Regions from separate parts of the Acanthopagrus latus genome. Here region 2 is linked to region 1. Evidence: chromatin contacts called from public Hi-C data. All regions are on one chromosome and are shown on one strand. The core of a region is the stretch at or near the end of the contact, and the rest is flanking DNA. Distances in the headings are between cores, read along the strand shown.

What was found. A called contact is a pair of places that touch in the nucleus more often than the background predicts.
Region 2: a Hi-C map of muscle shows a contact between it and region 1, with 6 times the contacts expected there. The contact joins the promoter of LOC119006060 here to the promoter of znf407 in region 1. A contact is called at or near these places in 3 of 4 Hi-C or Micro-C datasets (all in muscle).

Annotation. Positions count from the first base shown.
Region 1 is chr17:9,505,995-9,513,381 of fAcaLat1.1, forward strand. znf407 (zinc finger protein 407) reads right to left here and starts at 3,121. Exons shown (of 10, transcript XM_037074490.1): 1 at 2,864-3,121; 2 at 1-422. The coding sequence starts at 361. It overlaps LOC119006270 (a long non-coding RNA gene), which reads right to left and starts at 7,321. Exons shown (of 3, transcript XR_005070733.1): 1 at 7,238-7,321; 2 at 7,112-7,148; 3 at 5,889-5,985. It overlaps LOC119006271 (a long non-coding RNA gene), which reads left to right and starts at 6,014. Exons shown (of 2, transcript XR_005070734.1): 1 at 6,014-6,633.
Region 2 is chr17:9,701,361-9,708,747 of fAcaLat1.1, forward strand. LOC119006060 (zinc fingers and homeoboxes protein 2-like) reads left to right here and starts at 3,992. Exons shown (of 13, transcript XM_037074397.1): 1 at 3,992-4,166.

The DNA of each region.
Region 1 (7,387 bases), core at 1,871-4,370:
GTTGGATCTCAGATGGACTTGGGTCAGGGACATTTTCACTTTTTTCAGCTGGCTTTGCAGTTCTGTTGGCATTCTTTGGGTTACTTCCATGCTTTCTTGCAAAGTGAATCTTCAGGGATCTTGGACATTTGGCTGAGAAGCCACAGACTGTGCAGAGGCTATCCCCATCTTCAGGTCCAGAGTCTGGGCGCAGTCTCTCAGTGAGTTCCTCATCTGCATCTTCAGGTTTTGCAGACCTACTGGGGGAGTCTCTTTTAGTTTCCTCCATTTCTACATCATCTAGCTGCAACTTCCCACTGGGGTCATTTTCAGGCACTTTGTGCTCAACAGCCTCCTTTCCTGACGTCAGTGTTTTATCCATTTCATATCCTGTTACAATTGTATAATTGTGAAGTTGATCGCTATCATGCTGAATTAAACTCCTAGGGGTGAAAGAAAAAACACAAAAATTATGTTTGGCATCTTCAGTTGTTTGAAAGACAATTCAGTGAATGAAATAAAATTCTGTACTCAAGTGATGAGCACAAATTTTGTAACTAACCACAAGCTTCTGAAAAGTGACCTATTCTTCAACAACACTATCTGATTTAGCACAAGTAAATGTCGCCATCTAGTGCTTCTAGATGCAAACTGTTCAGGAAACACATGCCAGCATGAGAGCTGGCCGTTTCTGCTTATTAAACGAGCAAAACAAGTCCACTTAACTCACAGTTGTTAAATGGAGTATAAATATGTCATTATGAGTCTCATTACGAAAAGCTTGTGAACATGATTCAGTGGTGCTACAGCCATTCCCACAATTAGATCAGTAATAGTATCATAAGTACAGCTTAAGATTCAATTATGAAGAATCACGTTTCTAATGCTTTACATAGCATGTCTGTTTTTCTGGCAACTTATTTTTACAGTTGCTGAGACAGCTCAGTGCACCACCAACAAGTGTTTCTCTATTTGCATGTCATTTCTGTATTCGGCGCATGTTTGTTTTTGCCACATGTGTATAAACTGACAACTGTTTTTTTTGTTAATTTGCTGAACTGGGTGTGCATATCTATTTATATTAGTGTGTTACTACACATCATGTGTGTATTACTATGGGTGCAATTATCATTTGCAAGTGTTTCGTGGTCATATCTGTATCTGAAAGAAGTACACTGTGTACATTACAGTTTGTATTATCATTTATTTTTCACCTTATTTTCTGTATTATTCTATCTTAGCTTGTCTTTTGTGTTGGTTCATTTTGATCTGCCATTGAATCACTGTTCTCCCTCTGCTTATAACTCTTGATCTGCTGTGACAAGTGAATTTCCCCAGTGAGGGATCAATTAAGTCTTATCTTAAAGGTTTGTCGCAGCGCCCAAGTAAAATCAATGTGGACAGCATCAAAACTAACTAAATGACTTTTCCTAGATCTAATGGTCACTGTTGGTCCCCAGTTGACTTCTTGAGCAAACTGTCTTAAAACCCTTAGGTGATGTTCATAAGCAATGGTACAAAAATAATGTGTAACGGCATAATTGGTATTTTTCAAGCTCGAGGAACCTCACATGTGCAGTGCATCTTTTAGTGTTTCTCTACCATTGTGTCCACAATACAATGTGTATAATAAATAGAGGGGACATCTTGAGCAACACGCATTTTTTCCACACTTCCCGTATATACACTGTCACAAATGTTAGGCACTCTTCTGTCTTGTGCCTTTCATGTTCATTTTTTATTGTTGAGGATTTGAGTGAAATCAAGAATGGAACCTGTGCTTGCTTTGGACGTACGTGTGTGTAGTAGCTTCATGCCTTGAATCCACAACTGTAAATATGTATGTTTCAAAAAAGTGATCTTTGAGGTTCGGTTAAGGTCAGTCACTTTCTAAAGATATATTTATATAAATTCAATGAGGTCAGCCAAAAGACACTTCATTTCAAAGAAGTCCAATTTGGAGAATGAGCTCACTGTGCTCACCAGCGCCATCTAATGTGTATTTTGGTAGAATATGGCAACAGGATTAGCAGGAGGGACACTATCTCAAGTTGGAACTTCCAGTAACCCGCTTATGTGATCGCAACAATCAAAACTGGGAGTAGCCCGAAATGAAGGGTCGCTTATGAGTGGTTAGTAATGGTGTTAGTTCGTGTCTAATTCATGCTTCCATGTTTTTTAGTTGGAAATCGGTTTCCTACACAGCAGAGCACGTAACCTAGCATATATCGGAATAAGGTGACGGGGTCAGTTTAGATCACGTTGAAGGACTGATAGCGAATGCGGCGTCCTCTACCGGTTTAATAAGACTTCGACAACAACTTAGCCACAGTGTCGAGTTGCTATTTCTATTTGGGTGAATTTCCATAGATGTCTTTACCAAGCATCCGATGCTAGCTTAAAAGTAATATTAAGTTAGCCGAGCAGGTTTTAGCCTGCATATTCAACATTGTAACCGCGAAGCGTCCAGTGCTGCAGTGTAAAATACTGCATTGAACTCCCTTCATGGCGTAAGTTCTCTTCTACCAGGACACAACCCGGGTAAAGTTGTTGTAGATACGGTTGCTGTCTACCGCAGCTAACATGCTAACAAGCGACATGTTTTCCCAACTGTATTTTGAGATACCCCGAGCGCGTCCAATTGAATTCCGACATCAGCTGTGTAGTCCAATCAGAGCGGGGCGAAGGCGGGTCCAGGTCGCTCCATGGCACTGAAAACGACGGCAGCACAGAGGCCCAAAAAGGAGGCTAACGTCGACTCCCGAAACAGTGCTCTATATTGCCCAAACAGCGCTTGAAAACAACCAAACGAGTCGTCTGCCGTCCCAGTAAAAATAATTCGAGCAATAATTAGACTGTACAGTCCAGCCACAATTCAACTTACCTTTTGTTAGACGACTATTTCCACTCTCCGCGCTTTTTGCTGCTAGACACAAATGGCGTACCGTAGAGTGAGCCATGCGTCACGGAGAGGGCGGGCTTTCTGCCGCGGCTCGTCTTTTTTTTCAACATCAGCTGGTTTGTCACATGATGCATTCTGCACCGTGGGAAAAATGAATTAACAACGTTCGTATCGCCTCTGCTCGGTATTGTGTAGTTCACAAGTGATGCATTTATGGCCACGCTCTACTGTCAGTGTTTCTAGCGGCCACACAGGGATTATATCACGCATCGCTCCGCCCAATGCGCTCACAGGTCTCCTGTTGCTGCGTTAGCTTCGGTCAAAACTAGATTTCAGTGATGTCTCCCTCTGCTGTTGTGGACGCCTTGATCTCATCTAATTCTCTTATTATATATTTTGTGATGCAGGTCTTTACGTTCATTCTTAAAATCCAGCATGCATCTTATTAAGCGCGTATAGCCTATTTTTCAAGACCCCCAACATATCCAGGATGCATCACAACAAAACGTTGTTTTTTCAACAACAAAAGATGTAAAGATGTAAATCTCAATTTCTATCGCCATCCTTCAACATGATTTCTTCTTCTTCTTCTTCTTCTTCTTCTTCTTCTTCTTCTTCTTCTTCTTCTTCTTCTATTATTATTATTATTATTATTATTATTATTATTAGCTACAGTCCCTCTACTTTTTTTACACACACCCATCACTTGCCAACAATGATTTTCCCTTATCTTGTTATATATTTTTCAAAGATGTCATTCATTCACTCATTCACTCATCACAGTCCCCTGCAGTGCCCCATTGTTGACCTGATGCATGCTGGAAACCTCTGATCCTACCTTTACCTGAGTGGATTCCGTATTCAAAAAGTCCATTAGCCAGTTCATCCATATTTATCTTTACCTGATGCAGTCAAGCCAAGGCCCACTTATAACTGTTCTAATGTAAATGGAATGCTCTGCTTGTCTTCAGTGTTTTCCTTTATCCCTCAGGCCTCAGTGTGTTTTTTGTTTTGTTTCGTTAGGTTTTCTCCCTGTCCCCTCTTCCCTCCCATGGTGTACCTTGATAAAGTATAGACCATTATCTCTGCATAGGATAACTCTACTCCCTTCTGTCGCCTCCCATCTTTTTAATCACCCCGCACAGCACTTTTACTGGATTTGTGTTCCCAATTGAGCCACAAAAACTTTCTCCAGTATGTCCTCTTCGCCTGTCTTATTGTTCTCCTTGCTACCGCCTGAGCTTTCTGCACTGGGTAATATGTTGGAGTTCTTTTCAGCAGTTAAAATGCCATGTGCGTATTTATCACAGCTTCTTCACATTCATCATCCAACCACACTGCCTCCCTCATTGTGTTCCCTCTATTCTTAGGAATGGATCAGTGTGGCTGTTCTAACACCTTCCCTAGCTTTCTTATTAAGAGTTTCTGTGGACATATTACCATACAGGTTCAGGTGTACCTCACGCTCCTCATTAAATAGATCCATGTTAGCTTTAACAAGCTGCCAGACACAAACATGTTTATATGAAGCGTATTGAAAGTACAAACTTGAGCATTTCTTGTTGGCAGAAGTGTAAAATGCCAACATTTTATTCAGGAAGTGATGGATGGACTGACATCACAATTTATCGGTACGTTGTTTGAAGCTGAGGTCCAGTTTTCTTTGTTGGGAATATCGTCTGCAAGATAGAAACGATAGCATTTGTACATAGAGACATCTCAATGCGAATAAAGCACATTTCTTTACATCCCTGCAGAGTTTTGAATAATCTGTATGACAACAAAAGCTCTATATGTTAAAAGAGATCTTTAAAAATGTCACCATATTGTTGAGAACGCATATCTGGCAGTCTTTTGTTGGAACCTAAAGAAAGCCAATTCAAACCTGTAAATACTGTGCCATTCTCTGTATATGAATATTAATATAATCATTCGTTCATCATTTATTTCCTCCATTTCTTTTGCCTTTCTTAACTTCTGGCAGTAAAATGTTACAGGAACATAATAAATGTGTTTTTATTGTTGCGTTTATTTGAAGTAGATTCAGCATGAGGTACACCAAGACAGTTTATATTTTTTGTCTCAAATGGTCAGCCTGTGATGAATCACCACTTCCATTTGACATCCAGTGCTCGCTTCATGGAAAGACTGAAGATGGATTATTGCACGGGCATTAATTGATTAAGTAGGCTGACAGGTCAGGAGGTGATAAATGATACCTCCTGCAATGAATACACAGTTTACTTTGCAATAATTTTCTTTAATTCATCACAGTCAAAATTATATGACATGGATGGTTGGAAACACGTACCCCCCTCCTGCCCCGTCCCCCGTTTTTCATTACGATTCATCATTCATTTTTCTCCATTAGCTGTCTATTAAAAGAGGGGAGGCTGGCTTAGGTGGACACCGGCTCAGTCCTCTTTCTTTTTACAGCCATTGCACTCCTCTTCAAGTTTGCAGCAAAATCTCTAAACTGTCGCCCGTAAATTTTTGTTTTTTGCTGCAATTTGTTTTCAAGTCAATCTGAGAAGAGAAAAAGCATACACATGAGGTTTTTAGTATCACTAGATATAAATTACTGCCTTCATACTCTAAATTTTTCACTGAAGCAGATTTAAATCGTATGTATTAGTAAGCTCAAATAAGACCTTTTCATGAAGGGATGGATGGATAGGTGGCAGGCAACTCACCAACGTCCATGATCTACAGTATAATAGCTCCCCTGTAAAAGATCTCAACGTTAACACGTTGTCAGTTGTACAGTCCCTCAGTATTATGTCATATTCTTCCCAGACATCACGTCTTTATGAGTGCAAAATTAGATTTGTCATTGGAAAGTGATTATTGTCTGAAATATGAATGAATTTAAAGGGGTCATATTCTGCTTTTTGGGTTTTTTCCTCGTCCTTTAGATGATTATATGGCTGATTTCATACACGTAAAGCCAATTTGCGAGCTCAAGTTCACAACAAAGAAAGTTAGACTTCACCACAGAAAACACTTGCCTTCGTGTAACTTATCTACGTCACTATGCAACACAGCACCACCTCCAGCTGGAGGACCGTCCTCCACTTAGGTGAAGATGCCGCCCACCTAAATTTCTGCAGTCAGTATATGAAGATGTGGAAATGACAAGCAAAGAATATCTTTTTTGTAAGATATTTTTAATGAGGGTCTCAACATTTGTAAGTGTCAAACCACTGACAAGGGCCAGTGCAACGGCTGTAAATGGCAACAAGAATTAAAACTTCATTAAGAATTATAACCTTATTTTGATGGAAATGCGACGGAAATGTACAGACAATTACGGGAAAACTGTGTGTGTGTGTGTGTGTTACTCTTGGTCTACGGCAGATGGCATTATCAATGACAGCTGCTTATGGTCCAAGCTCAATAATGGATCGACCCCCTATATAGTGCAGTACATAGTGAGTACGCCATTTTGTGCTGTTCAAATGTCTAGTGGGAATTATTATACCCTATATAGTGGACCCAAAGTATCCCACAATGCATCACGAAAAGTATAGTACAACCGATGGTCATTAACCAAGTAATATTTTCCATCATGCATTGCACTGAGACATAAACAACCGCTGCTGAGGTATGACATTTCAACTATGTGACAGCAGTTAACGTAATTAACGGCATCTGAGCAGCGTCCAAAAGTGCTTTTTTCTTTCTGCCGATGAGCTCCCTATATAGTCCACTATGTTGGACTCCCTATGTAGTGACTAGGGAGCAGGGAATGGGTGAGTGATTTTGGACACAGCCAACAATGAGCTAACCTGTGAAGCAATTGATCTGATGTACAGTCAAAGGTCAGGATACTGTAAATAGAGTTAATTCATTTCAGAGGTGATTTTGAGGTGAGATTTCTCCACATTGCCACTGTGAAATGTAACCAAATATGCACCTGTGATAGAGTAAAGCATCAGTACGAAGATGCAATGGTTAGCAGTTCTGGCACAGGTCTGTGTGAGTTAACCTGTCAAAGCTTCACAGGCTTTACTGAAGGAGGCCTTAGGAGGGCTAGATGGAATCTAAGCATTTCAGACAGAGTGTGAGAGAAATCCTTTGGTTTTAAACAATTAAGCACATAGTCTGAACCAATGTAAGTGTTTCTTTTCCCAAGTTACAGCTACAAAATCTGCCTTTACATTCACACATACACAGTATGTGCACGCACGGTTCCATATACATTTGCTGTGCCTCTAAACACAGACATACCTCACATCCTTATGACCACTTCCAGCCAGAGGATTCTCTAAATAAGATAAATAAATAGGGAGAAACAACAACAAGGTTAAACTTAACAACATTCTTATATATTTGGCATTAACTATTTTTAATCACCCCGCACAGGCTCGGTCCATCCACTCAGATGTTTTCCATCTCTTGCCTAATTAGTCGTCTTCTCTGGTCAGTGGACCTGTGCAGCCAGGCCTTTTTTACAGCAGGCATTTTGACTTGTTATAATGGGCTACTAAAACCACAGGTGTCACT
Region 2 (7,387 bases), core at 2,742-5,241, 200 kb after region 1:
GTTAAGATAAAATTTGAACCATTTATCATTCTTTTGCTCTTGAGTTTTGGATTTGGGAGTAGCACTCTGTGATAGTACTTCATGGATAAATTCACATCGTGACAGAACTGCTGTGATGAGCTATAGTTGCAGCAACATTCACGGTATTGCAGGAGAGGTTCAGCTAACAGTTCACTGATAGTCAGTGGAGTCTGAAAAAAAAAATGTACATGATGGACAAACAAGTCAACAAACCGGCCAAAGGCAAGCTCTCCGCTGATGTCATCCTGGGGACACATAATGGAGAAGAGAGGTTGTCCAAGTCGGGTATTCCCTATGTGTGTTCACATGCACGCCATCTGTTATGCACCACACTAACTTGACTTCTGACCACACACTGACACTTTAACTCTTAATAAGCTCTTGAGACAAAGTTGTTTTTTTATCAATCTCCACTTAACTCTCTCTCTCTCTCTCTGTGCCCCTTAACCCTCATCACTTCCAGTCCTTATTCTTCCTCCCAGTTCCTCCAGTGCTTCTAATCTGTCACAATCATATGTTAATGAGCAAAGTCACATGTAAAAATGACCATGAAGTCCTTTCGATCCACTAAACAAACATGAGGTTGTAAAGATATGATATAATGTTTTTAATTAGCTTGTGTGTTCCAAGAGGGTATGAATTTAAGCAGTTGTATTACTGGATGCACTGAAAGCTGGAAGCACTTCCACCATATATGCACCTCAAATAGGAAGCATGCAAACACTGCAGCTCAGTGCCTGACAGGAGGCTTAGGAATGCTGCACACAAGCAATCATACAGCCATTTGGCACCATCTAGTGACCTTCTGTTTTAGTCACATCACATTTATCTTTTAGATCTTGATACAGAATTTACTGTCTGTGTAATAATAAGAAGAAGAGAAGAAGAAGATATATTTTTCAGTTGTCCTCTCTGGGGCATGAGGCAATGATAAGTAGGTCTAGTGAGAAATGGCAGTGGACAAATGGAAAACTGGCACCACAGTGAGCCTCATACATCTTAAATAAAACGCTTATGGGAAAAAAAATAGCACACAAATCCCAACTCTGTAACAAATATGTAATGTAAGTGCTAATTAGACCAAAAACGCAATACGTCACATGAATATTATGTGTATAAAACTTGTGTGTTGACGTAAACATGTATGTAACACGGTGATCCCACCCTCTCACTGAGGTTACATAATGCTGAGACAAGTGACAGCTGGGGCCAGCGGAGTGGCTGAGACAGAGACACCATTCACTTTATTACAAGACACTGTACCATCAAAATGGCTTGGAAGCCATTTGAAACATAATATGGTGTTAATGCCAATGTCAAGGGGGGCTAAAACTGGTTCTTTATTGTTTGCCTTGGTATTATTTGATAAGACCTGTTTAGCCACAAAACAAGCAATTTTATGTCTTTGTTTTTCCAAATCTCAATCCTGGACATGTGTTTGCAGATGCACTAAGATAACACTGCCAGCCTCCCTCACTCACTCAGCACAATATTGGACCATGACTAAAACTACACTGTGCACACACACTGTACAGATTGGTGCGCTACATTTAAAAGGTACAATGTGCAAACATTTTCATTTCAAAAATAGCTCCCAGTCTGGGCTGCTAACTGCACATCTAACTGAGCTAAGAGCAGCTACAATTCACAGCTAACTGTATGCTGATCCATCCATGACTGTTAGCTACTGTTAGCTTTTCAGCTCAGTTAGCCTTGCAGCTTACTGGACTGCCTTAGGATTGTGGATGTTGGCATTGCCAACACAGCAGCTTTGGCCTACTGAAGAGGTTTTCAGGCCCAGGGCTAACTGGTTAGCATGCAAACTTCAGAAGATATCTTTGCAATGCTATACATAATGTTTTTTTACATAACATCAGAGCTGTTATTTCTTTGCTTTCTGTTAATAAGTTTAGGCATTTTTTGAATGTTTTTAACAAAAGAAATGTGCATATTGTACCTTTAACTTAATCAGATTAATGTACAAATCTTGCACATGAAATATGAGGTGGTTATTTTGTCCTAACTAGTCTCAACTACTTTGGCTTTCACCTACATGTAAAAATATTATTTTTAAAAATATCCCATATTGTTGTACCTGAAGCTACAAAGAAAAAGAAGTGTGGTCTAAATTGAGGGAAATGTGTGGCTGTGTGATCATCACTGCACCTTTGTGGATTAGAACATCTGTTGGAGAAAAAAGTTGACTGAACCACAGCACGGAAGGATTAAACTGGCAGAAAGAAAAACTGAAATGACATTTAGATTTAAGGGATTGATTGATCACTTTAACTCATTTATAATAGAATTTTGTGGAAAGGGATCAGAGCAGGCAAGTTGACAACTTCATAAACTCTTCAGAGAATATTGATAATTTAAAACTTTCTTTGGAGGCTTCGATGTCGGGTCCTGAAGAGACATGAAAACATGAACTACACAGTCAAACATTCCTGAGGCTGATTCCTGGAGGAATGTGCAGCTCTTGATCTTTCTTTTTCCCTCACAATATTATTCAGGACATGCAATTTACATTGTTCCTTATATATTTGTTTTCATCTAGCCAGGAGAATTTGTCTTGATGTTCAGGTCTATCAACAACCATATACTCAGTTTGACTTATCCAGTCAGAGAGAGCTAAACGCAGCTTTGGTCAGAAGCTAAACACGTAATAAAAGACATACATCACCTTCTTATTTCATCAATTAGAAAATTTAATTTTTTCCTGATTGTGGATCTAAGTGAACTTAAAGGGGCACTCCACCAATTTTAGACAGCAAGGCTGGTTTAACCAAGAGGATACCATCAGGTTTGTCTGGGCTTAAGGTTCGATTTTTTTTATCTATTTATTTATTTTTAAGAAAGCCTGTGTAATAAACCAAAGCAATAGACTCACTACTGACATGCATCATGTAATGTACAGGATTCAGTGTTTAGGGTCTAAAGTTCAGCACATCTCAGCTTCTGCAGCACTGACCGCAACTGTTCTTTTTAAATCTCATACAAGTTCCTCGACTTAATGTAAGAGAAATACTGAATTACTAAAGGACCTCTTTAAGATAAAACAGTCGTGCTTTGTGCTCTTGAAACCTTGCATACCCAGAAAACACATTAAGTAACCCGTGAAAACAGCAGATTTGTCATCATGTTCATTTTTAAGTGACATGCCTGCATTATTTTACAGAGTTATATAGATGCATTTGCTTTTTCCCTGAGGGCTGGAGAAAGACTGTCAACCAAGGACTGCAGCAAAGCTGAGATCACATGTCAGTGAACAGCAGTCCTGCTGAAGGGTCATTGAGCAACAGAATAAATACATTGAAGGGTCAGTGCACTGGGGTTGAACCTGCACCCTGACCTCTCAGACAACCCGCCCATCACTTTATCGAGACAACCCTTTTTCTGTGTCATCTGGTATTTTTCCATACACGACCCCCGAGTCTCGTTGCAGAGGCGTCACTGCAGTACAAACTGTGTACATGACTCCACCGCGGCTCCATGGGGGCTGTGATGCATGCATGAGCCAAGGTCAGAATCAATTCTGAAGCGGATCCAGTGGAGGTCACTGTTGTTTGTGAGCTCACGGAGCAGCCAGTGTCACGTCAGGGCAACGTCTCTCACCAACACGAACCCTGAGTATCACCTGACCTCGGACTAACCTTTGTGGGTCCAGATGTCAGTGCAGTGCGTGTTGCTGTGTGTTGGTGACAGGCGGTGATGTGTGCTGTGGTTCCCCTCACTGCAGGCCGGCCTCCACCGTGGAAAAGCACTGCAGCAGATCCACACCTCACATGCACTGAGAGAGAGAGAGAGAGAGAGAGAGAGAGAGAGAGAGAGAGAGAGAGAGAGAGATGGGGGGCCGAGAGAGAAAGAGGGGTGGGCGGGGTGACAGGGGAGGGGCGGGACCTTCGGGGTAACAAACGCCCCCCTCTGATACTTGAATATTCAATTAGCTGCGAGCAGAGAGGCAGGCAGGCATCAGCACAGGGACAACTTGACGGCAACAACGCGCCGTTCATTCATTATTACACCAGCAGGCACGCTTCATGGAGCCACCGGGACACGGAGTTGCTCCACTTTCCTCCGCCTGTTTCTGAACTTTTCGCGGCCGCGGCACCATGGCCCCGCTGTGGACGGACACCGGCGCTTCGGTACGGCATGCAAATACGTACTCTGACGTCGGCGATCATGTGGCTTTTGGCGTAGATCCTCCTTGCGATCGCCAATTTTCTCTTTCCTGTCGCCTGTTGTCTGCTCGGCTATTGGACCGCCGCGAGAGTGTTTAGAAAAAAACAAAACAGATCGGGCTCGGTTCTTCGTCCACGCCAGTCGCCCCGGGCTCGCACCGCACCACCTGAGCATCGCGCCAAAACGGTGGGCAGGTAAGAAACGGATCAACTCTTCCTCTGTTTTTCAAACGGCTCGAGCACGAGCCCCCCCTCCCTCCTCCTCCTCCTCCTCTTCCTCCTGCCTCAAAAGTCCCTCAAGTTAAAACTGCATGTAGTTGTGTATTTTCCGTGCCTCTGTCTCGCCTCGCTCTGCCCGTGCTCGGCTCCAGAACACCCACACGCCTCAGTATAAATATTTTAACTTGTCTAGCCGCATGAACTTTGCCTGCCCCTTCGCCGTTTACACCTGCGTGCTCGCACAACGTGTCCGCCAAGTTGTTAATTGGACATTTTCTCCCCCCCGCGTTCAAGTTTCACTTTGATAACGCTGTGACCGCGGCGGGAGCGGGCGGCCGAGGAAGAGACATCGTGTCTACTTTTTTTTTTTTTTTTCCTCCTCCTCCTCCTCCCCGTGTCGACATAACCAGCAAAACATGGCCGTCCTTTGCCGACATGTTGTTACGTCGATGGCGAGAGGGGGAACATTTGGGGAGAGTGTTTTTCTGCGCCCCTCTGTCACATCTCGGGGTTGGCCGGCGGAAACGGCGGCGAAAAGTCCGCACGGCCGCCGGTGGAGCCGCTCGCGTTCGGCGGTGCTCGGGTTCGAGCGCAACTTTTGGACTCCGACGTTGTTTATAGACTTTGATTTGCGCGACTCCTGTGATGTAGGCGTAACGTTACCTCTGCTGATGCCTCCTCCCCTCCGAGACCGCGGCTCATACTGCATGAACACACACACACACACACGCAGGGCTGTAGCATAGGAGCTCACTTATATCCTGTCCTTGCAGTAGGCCTGTAGCTGCTGTGTAAAAAAAAAAGAAAAGAAAGTCAGGCGTGGTTGTTTTCTTATTCAGAATATTAACTTCGCTTATGAACCCAGTGCCCCCAGACTGTAGGCAGTGTGAGCCAGTCAACACACTCTGCTTCAACCAGGAGAGGGGATGTGTCCCCGGTTAACCCAGTAAAACCTTCCTCATTTTTTTTTTTTTTTTCCTCTAGGGATAGTGGTTACTTGATTTATGTAGTTGTGTTGTCCTGCACCGCTTTAAGATGGCTTAGTGAAGTCACTGAGGAGGGGTATCAGTGTAAACAAACACCGTGTGAGGTGAGGGTGAAACATGGCACATACCATGAACGTACACACACACATTGAAAATCCTGTATCTGTGTCATCTTTCTTCAGACAGGGCCATTCTACTCTTGAAATGTGGGCCGATGTATATAACGTCCGAATTAGTTCTCTGTTTTTGTTTTTCGTCACTGTGGTGAAATGACAGGTCATATGATGTTCAGGTTTATTACCGGCTGTAAAGTTTACGTCAAGTCACCGTCGACTTTCCAAGTAGGTTGAACGTTGCACGTCTGCACCAGAGCAGCGATCAATCTGTCCAAGCACCATCATAATTTGTTTTATTGCTTTTTGGAGATTTGTGATAATTTAGGCAGCATGTGAATCTACAGTAGAACCAAACACAAGAGACAATTGTCCCAAAAGCCCCGGGTTGGCAGGTGCTCATGTTGACCTTGACTGATCAACATTAAACACAGTGTATGTGTCAATGTTCAGATTTAAAGAGTCCTTGGCTTCATGTTATTGACTTGCATGAAAATCATTGAAATCGTTCCCTGCAGTGGGAGCACAAATGTACATTTCTGGAAAAAGACGGCACTGGTATCCCGACAAAAAAACGCCATACATCTGGCATTTATAGGCCTGTAATTATATCCTATTCTCTATTGAACGTGGGCACGATAAAGGCTCGCTCCCGAGCACGTATTGGTGACGACGAGATTTAGAATGAAAGTGACGAGCAAGGAAGACATTTACCTGACGTTTCCAAGAACAGAGACAATCGCACACTGTAACACCAGCTGGCTCCCGGTGCCGCTTATAACCAGATATCGGCTCTGACGGCTCGTAGGTTGAGATTAAACTAGCATTCTTTGTGTTACACATTGCTGGTTATGATAAATGGTCACACCGACTTACCATCCTGTTATTTGATGCCCCTGTTTGTCGGTGCACAGCCTCAGACCTCGGACAGATCCGCACACCCAGCACCTACAGGTGGACCAGTTCACTGAAAACCACTTAGTGACTGTCATGCGTGCCGCTTTTCTTAGTAAAGCTGTCACCCAGTCATAGTCTGTATTCTTGCGTTGCGTCTGATGAAATATCCTGTTCATTAGACGGCGTTCCCTTTGTATCCTGGCATGACCTGTTACGTTGCATCTCTAAACATTCCTTGATCAACAGCCGAGCCCGATCCGTAGAAGATGTAAGTGAGTTTGATCACAGCGGAGTTAAACCCCCCGTCATACCCGTTACCAGCGATTCCTCTGGGTATAAACTTGGCTTTTCACTCAGTAAGCCACGCACTCTTGCTCTTTCCATGTGAAATAAAAATGTAGCGCGTGTCTGTTCTTCTCATGGGTTCCACTTGTGATGTGCCAAATCGCAGATACTGTTATATGATTTGGAATGACAAGCGCCTCCATTTTTTTTTTTCTTTTTTTTCTTTTTTTTTTATTGGTTTGCCGCACAACAATCAAAGGGCTTCTTGTGATGAAAGTAAACGGTCGGTCACATTTCAAATCACGCAGTCGCTTGGCGTATTGTGTAGCTGAACGATGTAACGAATACGGGGGGGAAGAAAGGTGTTATTAATAAGAGTTTAAGTAACCTGCGGAAATGAAACGAAACCTGTTTTATCAAGTGACTGTGCTGGAAAGAAGTGTCGAAAACAAAGGATGACAATTTAAAATCCCAACTGTTGTTCAGTGTTGGGTATGTAGGACATCACGGAATTGTTGCGGTTTTGACAGATGCAAGATTAAGTGCGTTCAAATATTTTTTGGGGAGAGAAATTGTTATTCTCAGTATTGCTCAAGGGATTAGAGAAATGCACAGATGCCACCACCCTACCTTGTTGTCCATAACATCAGTGATTGTCCCATCATCACTCTCTCTCTCTCTGTGA